Linked DNA regions of Sus scrofa: regions 1 and 2 are each linked to region 3. A link is a contact called in public HiChIP or PLAC-seq data. All regions are on one chromosome and are shown on one strand. The core of a region is the stretch at or near the end of the contact, and the rest is flanking DNA. Distances in the headings are between cores, read along the strand shown. Region 1 overlaps MMP14 (matrix metallopeptidase 14 (membrane-inserted)). Region 2 holds the start of CDH24 (cadherin 24). Region 3 overlaps DAD1 (defender against cell death 1).

Evidence for each region. HiChIP or PLAC-seq counts read pairs in DNA pulled down with a chosen protein or histone mark.
Region 1: a contact with region 3 is called in an H3K27ac HiChIP or PLAC-seq map of alveolar macrophages. The contact joins two enhancer-like sites. A contact is called at or near these places in 21 of 47 Hi-C or Micro-C datasets (alveolar macrophages, blood, embryonic fibroblasts and 12 more) and 2 of 2 datasets of contacts at active chromatin or transcription factors (alveolar macrophages and skeletal muscle).
Region 2: a contact with region 3 is called in an H3K27ac HiChIP or PLAC-seq map of alveolar macrophages. The contact joins the promoter of CDH24 here to the enhancer-like site in region 3. A contact is called at or near these places in 2 of 5 promoter capture datasets (fetal liver and liver), 9 of 47 Hi-C or Micro-C datasets (alveolar macrophages, embryonic fibroblasts, epiblast stem cells and 6 more) and 2 of 2 datasets of contacts at active chromatin or transcription factors (alveolar macrophages and skeletal muscle).

What each region holds. Positions count from the first base shown.
Region 1 is chr7:76,172,026-76,176,186 of Sscrofa11.1, reverse strand. It overlaps MMP14 (matrix metallopeptidase 14 (membrane-inserted)), which reads left to right. Exons shown (of 10, transcript NM_214239.2): 10 at 1-1,685. Among named protein-coding and RNA genes, the nearest start is that of MMP14, 12 kb to the left of the region's middle. Within about 2 kb of position 2,671, at least 37 of the 83 cell types and tissues checked have an H3K27ac peak or open chromatin away from gene starts, as enhancers often do. A contact at or near this core is called in alveolar macrophages and retroperitoneal adipose tissue, where this site is marked.
Region 2 is chr7:75,990,508-75,994,776 of Sscrofa11.1, reverse strand. It overlaps CDH24 (cadherin 24), which reads right to left and starts at 2,872. Exons shown (of 12, transcript NM_001243615.2): 1 at 2,568-2,872; 2 at 2,095-2,389; 3 at 1,780-1,899; 4 at 1,538-1,705; 5 at 1,178-1,365; 6 at 614-867. The coding sequence starts at 2,768.
Region 3 is chr7:76,456,159-76,459,836 of Sscrofa11.1, reverse strand. DAD1 (defender against cell death 1) reads right to left here. Exons shown (of 3, transcript NM_213944.1): 3 at 2,434-2,669. Among named protein-coding and RNA genes, the nearest start is that of DAD1, 26 kb to the right of the region's middle. Within about 2 kb of position 1,841, at least 19 of the 83 cell types and tissues checked have an H3K27ac peak or open chromatin away from gene starts, as enhancers often do. A contact at or near this core is called in alveolar macrophages, epiblast stem cells and retroperitoneal adipose tissue, where this site is marked.

The DNA.
Region 1 (4,161 bases), core at 1,422-3,921, 280 kb after region 3:
TGCCGCCCGCCCACTCCTACCACGAGAACTTTGTCTCTGAAGGCCAGTGGCAGCAGGTGGTGGTGGGTGGGCTGCTCCCAGCCGTCCCGAGCCCCCTCCCAACCCCCCCCACCTCCCTTCTTCTCTGTCCCATGACTGGCCTGTCCCACCCTCCACGCTGGCATCGCTTCTTCCCTAGATGAGTCCCCTGGGGGCTGAGCGGCCCCTGCCCCTCAGGGGCCCCCCCGTGGCTTGGTGTGTGTTCAGCCCCATCTGAATGTCTTAGGCTCTGCACTTGAAGGCAGGACCCTCGGACCTCGCTGGTAAAGGTCAAGTGGGGTCACCTGCTCCTTTTCCATTCCCTGACACACCTTTAACCTCTGAACTCTGACCTCAGGAGGCTCTGGGCACTCCCACCCCACAAGCCCCCAGGTGTTCCCAATTGACAGCCTCCCACCACTCTTTCTGGCGAAAAGAAATCTATTCCCCTTGTGCGGGAGACTCTGGGGGAGTGACAGGGTGGGGGCTGCACTAAGACCTTGGGAGGAAAGCTCAGAGAGGGTCAGTCCTCTCCACAAAGATCTGCCTCTACCCCACCTGCCCCCGAGAACTTCCTCGGAAGGAGCCTGAGCCATTAAGGACTAAACTGGGGCTGCAGAAACTCTTGACAGCCCTACCCTCCCAAATGTTAGCCTCCAATGGGGACGTCAAGGTTGGAAGAGCTGAGGCCAGGGGGTGCAGCTCCCCAGGGTGGAGCCCAGGATGGTGACTTGGCCCGGAGCCCTGGGGGGGAGACTGGAAGCCGTGGAGAGAACCTTGCTCAAACACAGGCAGCTGGGGTAGGGACCCAGGGGCAGAGCAGTCAGAGGGAACAGGACAGGACCAAAAAGTGAACCAGGGAGGTGCGGCGGGAGTGGACGGCTAGGGGCCGGGCTGGCCAGGCCAGCAGGCAGGGCGTCAGGGTGGGCTGTGGTACCAGGAGGGCTTGTTTTCTGGGCGCTCTCAGGAAGGGCCCGAGAAAGGCACACCTGCTCCTGTGTGGTGCCATTTTGCTTCTATCAGACAGCAGGGAGGAGAAGGCAGGGAGCCAGAAAAAGGAGCAGCGAGGGCACACGTCCTGGGACTGGGGACTGGGGACCGAAGTGAGAGCAACCACCTAGTTAGGGAGCCGAGGATCAGCCAGGCTGCGTGATGGGGCTGGCAGGCGCCGGGGCGTTTCGGTCAGGTGAGCCCCTCCCTTCCCGATCCTCCTACTGCTCAGCCCATCCTACAGGTGTCCTGCCCCCCTTCCCACCCAGCCCACCCATTTGAAGTCTCCTTCGGCCACCGAAGGTGGTTATGGTACTGGAGACTTGGGAGAGTGAGAGACCCTGGGGACAGGGGTGGGGGGGGCAGCGAAGGGAGAGGGATGTCAGGGGTCGGGGGCAGGGGGTGGGAGGAATGAGGTGAACGGTGCTGGCAATTCGGCTAAATTGTCTTGTTTGGGTTTTTTGTTTTGTTTAATGTATATTTTTATTATAATTATTATATATGAATTCCCTTCAAATCGTTCCTTTTTGTTAACAAGGGGGATAGGGAGGGGTGGGGGTGGGGGGCAGAGGCATCCGACCCCAGGAACCTGCAGGGCGGGGCTGGGTCAGTGCCCTCTAAGGACATTTTTGACCTTGTTCATCCTTTCCACGAAGAATAAACAGTGTTTCACATTCTCTGTGTGGCTGCAATTTGTGTGCCTTGGGATGTGGCTACGAGGGGAATGGAAAGCAGGAGGGCCATGCAGTGTTTTCTGTGAGGTGGGTTTTTGGTATTTTTCATAAAGGAATATGTTTACTCTTTTTTTTTTTTTTTGCTTTCCTTTTTTGGGCTGCACCCGTGGCATATGGAGGTTCCCAGGCTAGGGGTCGAATTGGAGCTGTAGCCTCTGGCCTATGCCAGAGCCACAGCAACACCAGATCCGAACCTCATCTGCAACCTACACCAGAGCTCACAGCAACGCCGGATCCTTAACCCACTGAGCGAGGCCAGGGATCAAACCCTCAACCTCAACGAATTACAGATTCGTTAACTGCTGCGCCGTGACAGGAACTCCTTGAATCTGTTCACTCTTGATGGACAAAAGGGATGCAGGGCCCAGAGCTGGGGAGGCGGGCACACTCCGGGGGGCCAGGGGAGTGGTCCACAGAGCCCGCTAGCTGCTCTCTCCCAACCTGGCCTAAGAGGCTACCTTTGAGGACCAGGACTTCAGAGGCAAGAGGAAGTGGCCAAGCTGAGGCCGCTCGGAAAATCTTCCTAAATTGCGAGACCCTGTCGTGTGATTTAGCCGCAGACCCTGGGTTTCGTCAGGCCTCATGCGGCCTGCTGGGGGATTTCCCTGTCACAGTCAGCCTCAGGCTGGGGGACAGGCCCTTCACCCCGGCCCTCAGGACCTCAGCCTCTCCCCGGTCCAGAGCTCCTCTTCAGGGCCAGAAGCCACAGAAAGGAAAAGAAGGGGTTGCCCCATAGGCAGTTAGGAGCGGCAAAACAGGGGTCTCCCCCCAGAGGCCCAGAAGAGGTGAGGATGGTTGGGTTGGAAGGGCGGAATGACAGGGCTTTGTCTCCTCTTTCCTTCAAAACTGCTGCCCCAGACACAGTTCCTGGGCTGTTGACCCACTCTTTCTCCAAACCAGCCTGGAGGGAGGAATCCTTCAGCTGCTGAGTCAGCTCAGCTGGAGGGGAGCAGCCCTCTTTCTTCCCTCCTTCCCTTCCTGCCTCAGTCCAGCCCTCCCCGGGCTGCAGCCCAGGCCCCCTCCAGGGCCTGCCTCCAAGAGCCCTGGCCCCACCTAAGCCAGGCGTTCTGTCCAGCTGCTATTCAGGGCTGACTCGTGTGATTGCTTTGGCAGAAGGGGTACCCCACCTTCCTGCCAGCCAGGAACCCTGACCCTACGCCTGGCCTCCTGTGCCTCTCCTGCCAACAGCTGTTTGGCACAGCCTGTGCGTCTCAGTGGAGTTGGACACCACCTCCCTGCCACCCTCACTGGAGAGGATGGGGACCCTGAGAATTCAGGGGCATCTGGGGGCAGTGGGGCCAGTGCGTGTGGCAAGGAGCTCAAAGATGAGCTCATGGCCCCTTTGTGTTTTTGTGGCCCACATCTGGAGGCAATTACAGATGTTATCCAGTGGGAGTTCTGCAAAACACAGCTGGAGCCAGCGGAGGAGCATGGGGAGGGGGGACCGCCAGAGGGGAGAAGAGGGGGAGCCTAGGGCTCCCGCGGCTGGAGTGTGGTTTCCCCATCACGAGGAAATTGTTTGGCCCTGATTCTGGAATCACAAGATGCTCTCTGAAGCCAAGGGGGAGAGATGGGAATGGAGGACCAGAGACAAAGGGGGAAGAGGTAGAAGAGGCTTCCCAAGCAGAGAGAATTGCGGGGTGGAGGCTGCAAGGTCCCGTGCTTCTGACGAGCCTCAGGCCTGAGGGATCCAGCCCAGGGAAACTGCCCCAGGACCCCACTGGGCCCCAACTGAGCAAACCAGCAGGTCAGGCTGGGGCGAGGGGCGATCAGAGGGCCCTGGGGCTCCTGAGAGACCTGCAAACACTGCTTTCGCTGGCCCTACCCTGCTTTGTCCATTGGGCCTGACCCAGTTTCTATGGTTCCAAGTTCCTTTATTCGAAAGCAGCACATGTGAGTTAGAGCAGCCAGGAGGGAGCCAAGGGGAATCTGCGAAGAGGTTTGGGCAGAACCCAGGGAAGCCGGCGCTAAGGAGCCTGGACCGGGGGCGAGCGCTGAGCAGAGGCTGTACTCTGCCCACCACTGCACCCCACACATTTGGAGAGGGAGCCCCGGACTCCCTTGTCATCACCTCCTTTCTCGGGGCTCCTGCCACCAGCAGGGCCCACCCCTCCAAGGCTGCCAGCCAGGTGCTGGGTCAGCGGGATGAGAAGGGAAGGGAAGATCTCAGAGGAGCTAGGCTCCCTAGAGGAGAGAAGACTGAGCAGAGCGACCCCCACGCACACTCACTGTCCCTCCCCCCAGGCCCTGTCTCCCCGCAGTCTGGTAGGTTTCCCAGGCCTCTCTGTATCTGCTGTGTCTACTTCCCTTTCCAGCGAAGGGGAGGTGGAAGGAAACCAGCGTCCGCAGAGGTCCTCACAACACTCAAGGACACAGGCACCAACACGGCCCCCATTTTACAGATGTGTAAACTGAGGCC
Region 2 (4,269 bases), core at 1,623-4,122, 470 kb after region 3:
CTGTCTCAGACCAGCTGTGGGCCTTGGGCAAATCTTTTAACCTGTTTCCTCAACTATAAAATGGGAATGACACCAGCACCTCCTTCCGTGCTGTGCCAGGGATGCTGGCTGGGGAGGTGGAAAGAGTGGGTCTCCTGGAGGCTGACAAGTCTGGGTCTGAGTTCCAGCGCTGCTACTTACTGACTGCGAGACCTCGGGCAGGTTACTCAGCCTCTCAGGGCCAAGCTGCTAAAGCAACGGGTGATGTTAAGGCTACTACTACACACATTGTTGTGAGAGTGAAATGTTATCAAGTGGGTAAAATGTGAAGCACTGAAAGGAGTGAGCAATAGCCATAGCTGTCAACTGATCCATTGCAATCATTGGATAAGAGTCCATCTGTCTGCCCTGCCTCTAGGAGGCACCACTATCATCCACCCAGAGGGACGGGTGGCGAGTCTGGGAGTGGTTAGCCAGGTCCTCTGGCTCTCCCCTGGTACCCAGGCCTGCAGGGAAACTTCTACCAGGAGGTGAATGTCACCTGCAGTCAAGGAGGCTCATCCTCAGGTGAGAACAGCCTGTTGCTGGGCCCCTTCCCCGAGGCCCGCCCAGCCTGGCCGGCACCCCTGCTCACCTGATTGGACTGGCTGGGGAGTCCAGGTCAGAGGCTGACACCTGGCCCACCAGGGTCCCGGGAGCCTTGTTTTCGGGCACCGACAGGTGGTAGGCAGCCTGGGAGAAGGCAGGTGGCTCTGGGGCGTCCTGCACAGCCACGCGCACTGAGGCCACGTCCTTGAAGGGCCCTCGCCGCAGATAGGCTGGGTCGATGAGCGTGTTGGTGGCCTCCACACGGAAGGAGTAGGAGCGACGGTTCTCGAAGTCCAGGGGCTGTGGGGAGGGAGATGGAGTGACTGCGGCAGATGGAGACCAGGGAGGAGGGCACCAGAGGGGTGGTAGCCTTGGTGGGCAGAACTCTAGGTCTGCCCCCAGTTCCATCACAGACTTGCTCTATGCAAAGTCTTCAACCAGTCACTTCCCCATGAAGTGCCCCAGGCCCTCATCTGAAGGATGAGGAGGTGACCATGATCTCCAAGCTCCAACACAGGGATCCTGAGTCTGTTCTAGACCAGTTAGAGGCATGACCCCTGGGGCAGGAGGCAGTTATGAGTGGGTCTGTGGCATGAGACAGGAGGCTAACCTTGCGGACAGTGAGGAGCCCATCTCGACCCTGGGAGTCTGTGCTGATGCTGAAGGCCTCGGACCCCTCCCCGTCCAGGATGCTGTATGCCATGAGGGCGTTGTCCCCCAGGTCTGGGTCCTGGGCCTGCAGCCGGCCCACCAGGGTGCCCGGCCCAGCGGTCTCCACCACGGAGAACTGGTACAGGCCTTGGGGAGGATGGAGGGAGACGATCTTAGAGAGGTCTCCAGCCCTCCTCCCTCTCCCGGCATGTCCTTCTCCCAGGCCTGGCTCGGGAGGGGTGGGAGGGCAGATTTCTCAAGAGGCTGCAAGGGGTGGGGTGCTTAAAAGATGGCTCAGGCGACAGCACTGGCCCCTTACTCTGCGGGAACTTGGGGGGGTTGTCGTTGACATCGCTGAGGGTGACCGTCACCGTAGTGCTGCCCGACAGCCCCCCCATGTGGCCACCCATGTCCTTGGCCTGAATCACCACCAAGAACTCCTCCTGCGTCTCACGGTCCATGTTGGGGATGGCGGTCCGCACCACTCCTAGGGAGAGATGATGGATCAGAGGGTGCCTGGTCCCAAGGCAGCCCCACCCGGCTCCTGAGCTCTAGCCTCACCAGTCTGGGGGTCCACAGAGAAGAAAGGTAGTCCATCCAGCACGGTGTACACCAGCTTGGCGCTGTTCCCGTAGCTGGGGTCATCAGCATCATGAGCAGTCACCTGGATCACTGAAGTCCCTGTGGGGGATCCCGGCACCCCACTCAGCAGGGGCAGAGCCAAGTAGGGAAGAACAGCAGACGATCAGGACCCAGACATGAGTGGGGCTGAACTGAGGGAGGTGGCTTCCGGGGCAGAAAGGGGTGGGGGAGGGAGAGGTGAGGGAGGGCGCTCTAGGAGGTGGGATCCACGATGTCCGGACTCGGGATACTCACCGACGTTGGACATCTCGGGCACTGTGGCGTGGTATGGCCCGAGGGGAAAGATGGGTGGATTGTCATTAATGTCTTGCACCTTGATGATGAACTCTGATGGGGGCTCCAGGGGGCGGTTGGAGGCTCGGTCCACAGCTTGGGCCAGTAGCACATACTGGGCCTTCTCCTCCCGGTCCAGGCTCTTGGTGACATGGATATTGCCTGTGGCCTCATCGATCACAAATACGGTGCCTGCCCCCTCTCCCGTCAGCAGGTACTTGGTGCGGCCCTCACCCCTGTCCACGTCCGAGTGCAGCTGTACGGGTCAGGGAAAGATGGCAGCGGGTTCCAAGCGCAGGGACAGAAAGTTAAAGAGTCTAAGTCTGGGCCTCGGTGGAGTGTTGGGAGTTCTGAGGGACCAAGGTCATTGCAGAAGTGAAGTTGCAGGGCAGAGCCTTGAGAGTCAGGGTAGACATGGGAGGCTTGATCCTTACCTTGCCAATAAGGACGGGCTCTGGTCCAGCATATTCCTCAATGACAAAGAATTGGTTCCACACCCAGCTCCTTCGGGTCCGAAGCAGTGCTGGTCCTGGGCCTCCCCGGGACCCTGCCCAAGCCCGGGCTGGGGCTGCCAGGCGCCCCATGCAGCCCCAGCCACCCAGCCAGGCCAGCAGGAGCCTCACCAGGCCCCACATGTTTGGGCACCAGCCAGGGCTCTGTTCACTGCCCCTGGGTGTTAAGGCATGAGCTGCCTGGGGCAGAGGGGCAGATGCTTTGGGACTACCCCATGGATCCACACCTGCAGGAGAGGTAGCTGTTCAGGGTCAAGGAAACCCTTAACCCTCCCCCCTCCAAAGTTAGATGCTCAAGATCAGACCTCCGAGGAACCAGAAACACCAGTGACCAGAAACCAGACTAAGACAGAAAGCAGTCTGATCTTTCCCTCCACCCAGGCTCTGCCTGTATTCACCTCCAGCCCTCCAAGCTGATAAATCTCCGGCCAGTCAAGTGAGTAGAGAAGCTTGGGGAGAAAATAGGAGAGGGTATGCTGGGAGGGCTGGGAACCTCAAATCTGGCTCCTGTTCTCCCAGGGTGGGCATGCAGCTGGGGGCTGGAGGAAATGGGGGCTACCAGGGAAAGGGCTTAAAATAAAGGGATCTGGACTCCTGGAGGTGTGATCTGAGGGTGCCTAGGGTCAGGGTGAGAGGACAAGGAGTGCAGCCTCAAACAGGGTTGAAAGCCTGTGAAAGTCCCTCCTCCACAGAGAACCCCGCCTCTCCAGAAACTGACCCTAACACACTGCTAGCTGAAGTCCTTGAAGGGAGACCTGGACTCATGAGGCATTGTAGGGGCCAGAGCTGGAAGAAGAGGGGTGGCAGAGGCCAGGAGACCGGGGAGGGGGAGCAGAGGCAGACCCAGAGGCTAGAGACACAGCGTGATTGAGGTTGAGACCAAGACTCAGGGACTGGCTGCAGAGACAGAGACAGAATGGCAGCAAGAGACAGAAGGAAAGAGACCCAAGGTGGCAGCCTGGGTGTCTGAAAAGCAGAGAGGAGTCATATGGGTACCAGGCTAGAGAATGGGTGGCTGAGAGGGCAGAGGGGCTTTCAGTATGTGTGATGGACAGGAAGGGGCAGCTTCAGCTGAGGGGGTTAGACCAGGCCACCCTGGAGGAGAACTTCATTCTGGGAGAGGGGGCAGCCAGGAGGGGCTGTGGGATGGAAGCTAGAGAGAGGACCCTTCCCACCACTGTCTTCTCCCTCTCCTCCTAGGGGGTCCCCCCAGGTGGCTGTGGCTGCGCCTCTCCTCCCCCAGAGCAGACACACACCTGACAGTCCTTTCCTTCCCGAGGGAAGAGGGAAGCCGGAGGCGAGCCGGCGACCGGAGAGGGAGGCGGGACGAGGAGGGAGAAGGAAAGGGAGAGAGGAGTGGGAAATAGGAGAGTGGGAAAGGGAAGGGGAGAGGAGAGAGAAGGAACAGGGGAAGGAAAGGAGAGCGGGAAAAGGAAGAGACGGGAAAGGAGAGAGAGGTGGAGGAAGAAAACAGCAAAGAGGAAGAGGAGATGGAGCAAGACAGGGTAAGAAGGAGAGAGAAGGGTTGGGGAGACAGAGGGAAGGGGCAGAGAAGGCAAACAGGCAGAGAGAAGGCTGGGTGAAGAGAGATCGAGGGAGAGGAAAATGGTTAAAAGAGGGAGAG
Region 3 (3,678 bases), core at 592-3,091:
GCCTAAAAACGAGTTGTAATGAGTTTTCAACTAAATCTAAACTGAAGATACCAAAAACTGCCTATAGCAAATGATGAGAAGACATACCAGAGATGAATGTTTTCCAATGATGGTCACTGGTTTGGACAAATCACCTAATAACCCAATAAGTGGGAGCTTAGTATCTGCCTCATGTATCTCAAGATCATTGGCAGACATTAAACAAAATCTGTGTACTAAAAGCTCTGAAGGAGTTCCATAGTAGCTCAGTGGGTTAAGGAGCCAATGATGTCACTGCTATGGCTCAGGATCTGGTGTTGTTACTGCTGTGGTGTGGGTTCCATTCCTGGCTCAGGAATTTCCACATGCACCAAGCACAGCCAAAAAAAAAACAACAACCCTCTGAAAACTGTAATGTCTTCCTTGATAAAATTACTATTATTCCCAGTTTTCAACTAATTTATCTTAAAGTTCAGGTGCTAAGTTCCCACCATGGCTCAGTAGTTAATGAACCTGATTAGCAACCATGAGCACATGTGTGCGATCCCTACCATCGTTCAGTGGGTTAAGGATCCCACATTGCTGTGGCTGTGGTGTAGGCTGGCAGCTACAGCTCCAATTTGACCCCTAGCCTGGGAACTTCCATATGCTGCAGGTGTGGCCCTAAAAAAAAAAAAAAAAGACAAAAGACAATAAATAAGTAAATAAATAATAAAAAATAAAGTTCAGATGCTTTTCTTATTTAAAATACCTATTTACCAATCCAGACTAAAATAATTCAGAAGCCTCCTTATCAGGAAGTACATCTGTACATAAAAATTTTAAGGCATATTAAATTAAGTCATAATTTTAGTGAACTAGTATCCCTTGGAATGGCAAGCCATGGTCCAAGGACAGTGATTTTTATAAACAAAATTTTATTGGACCACACTGCCAGGCCATTCATTTAAGAAAAAGCTTGCCGGAGTTCCCATCATGGCACAGGGGAAACAAATCTGACTAGGAACCATGAGGTCACGGGTTCAGTCCCTGGACTCACTCAGTGGGTTAAGGATCCGGCATTGCCATGAGTTGTGGTATAGGTCGCAGACGTGGCTCGGATCTGGCCTTGCTGTAACTGTGGTGTAGGCCAGCAGCTGCAGCTCGGATTAGACCCCTAGCCTGGGAACCTCCATATGCCGCAGGTGCGGCCCTCAAAAGCAAAAAAAAAGAAAAAAGAAAAAAGAAAAAAAAGAAAAAGCTTGCCAACTCCTGATCTAGAGTGAGTCTCAAACTTCAGCGTGTATCAGAGTTACACAGAGAGCTAATGAACACAGAAAGCCAAGCTCATTTTTACTAAGTTCCCAGGTAGTTGTGACATACACCAAAATCTGAGAACCATCATTCTGGATGGGTGCTTCTAAAACTATAATATGCACAGGAATCACATGTAGACGGTGTTGAAGATTCTGCTTCAGTAGGGCCTAGGGTGGGGCTCGAGAGACTCCTTTTCAAATAAGCTCCCAGTGTGGTCAATACTGCTGGTCAATGGGCTGTAATTTAAGGAGCAAGAATCCAGAGCAGTGCTTCTCTGATTTGGCTGCACATGAGAATCTCCTTTATAAGGTACAGACGCTACCCCCAACTGATCTGTGGTGTGCCCTGGGCACTGAGGTTTCATTTTTAAAACCCCCAAGCAATTCTAAAGTGCAGCCAAGTTGGGAAAGCTCTAGAGCACAACTCACCATCTCAGCAGTCAGCTCAGTTCAAAGAGTGGACTTCTCAACACAGCATATTTTTGATATATAGCACCCAAGATAGAAGGAGGGGTGCTACCATGACACATATCAACCAGGCCTAGACTTCAGCCAGCAGACCTATTGTTCCACCCAAGCACATCATGGACTCTGATCTTAAACAAGTTACAAAGAGGAGCTTCCTCTTCTTCACCTATCTAATGAGAAGCGGAGCCCCCAAGGTAACAGTAAGAGCAAAATGAGAGAACACTTGTGAAGTTGGTTTGGACAGCAGTGTATCCTGTAAGAAGGCATGCACACAAGCCCCACTTTCTGCACTCTTCCTATGCAGTCTAAGAGATACATATTTCACTTTCACCACTAAATCATGTTGAAACAGATATAAATGGGGAAGCACACACTGAGTTAAATTTCTAACAAAGTGCTTAATGATGCAGTTCCAGGAATGCATTGTGTCACAAGAGCGGAACCACCTGCAACGATTGAAGGATTAGTAAAGGATTACCAGCTCCAGGGAAAAGACAAAGGGCTGTCGTTTCCCAGGGATGTCAGCACTGCCTTTGTCATTAACCGCAAATACACTTATTGAAAACGTGGAGGTAGATTCAAAGTTGCAAGTTATCAACTCCTAAAGAGCTCTGCCCAGAGGATTGAAGGAAAAAAAGGGTTTTAACCCCAAAAAAGAATAAAAACAAAAAACAGAGCCAGAGGCAGGGGTAGGAGTGGCATGGAATTCTTTAATCTGGAAGGCAAAAAGGTTACATTTAATGGCAGGCAAAGACTGTATTAATAAATGACCAGTACGAAGTTACAAAGTTATTCTGAGTCAGAAGCCGCGGGACTTTTCTGGGCTCTGTACAATCAGAGTGGTAGTAAGCATAAATCTGAAGAAAATCCATGTGTCCAGCAAACTGCCATCTTAAGAGCTCTTGTCCAGGGGAAATCAGAGTGAACCTGAAAGAAAGAAGCAGAAAGGTAAGAAGAGCTGTTCGAGGTTTCTAAAAATATCATGTGATACTACAGACAGGGCCTCAAATCCTTCCATTTAATTCTAGCCCCCCAAAGACAAAGGTAATTATGGGGTTCCCAAATTCTGGACCATACTTAAGCCAGGCTAGAACAACCTGAATAAAACAAACATTTTTCACTGAACATTTTACAGAGCTATACATAAAAATTCAGAGTTCAAATCTGAATTCCAAGCACACCAAGGCATAACTGACTCGGCACTACAGATGCAGGTTCTCACACCAGCTCTACAATTAATTAGCTGTACAACTTCACTTAAGCCACTCTGACCTCTCTGATCCAAAACCTTTTTTGAGGTTAGAGGGCTGCAACTTAGCCTAAAGAGTTTTTCTGGATTTAGAAAGCTTATAAAGCACTAACTTCCAGAAATTTTTTCGTTTTTGTTTTTTGGGGGTGTTTTTTTTGGGGGGGGATGGAAGGAAGAATTCAAAAGAAAGAAAAATTCCTAACCTCAGACTTAACAAAAGACCAAAACAAAAAAAGTAATTTTGTTTTCACTTAAAGGTAAGATTATTTTAGGCAACAAAGAGGTAGAGAACAACTCTAAGAGAAGTGGCCATGCTGCTGCCAAAGTCAGATGAGACTGGTCTGTGAGTTGTGAAGTGGGGTCCTAGCCCTGCCCTGAGGACACAAGCTTCCTTTCCCACTCCCTATGGGAGGGCTGCCTGCCTGCTGTGCTCCCTAGGGGCCCCAGTGTCTCCTGCCAAAAGCAGCCCATTTTCCTGCTGTGTGCCATAAAAACACCGTAGTCTTCTATACGTGTCATGACTCGCAAAAGGCACAGCCTTATTCTGTGTTTTGATTCAGGTGACCTTGATATTGTAGCATCAGAGCTTAAAGGAAAGATCTTACACTTCTCGCCAAATTGCTTTTATTTCACCTACAACGATATTTTGAAAAATGCTACATAACTGCAGGACACTCCTACCTCAGT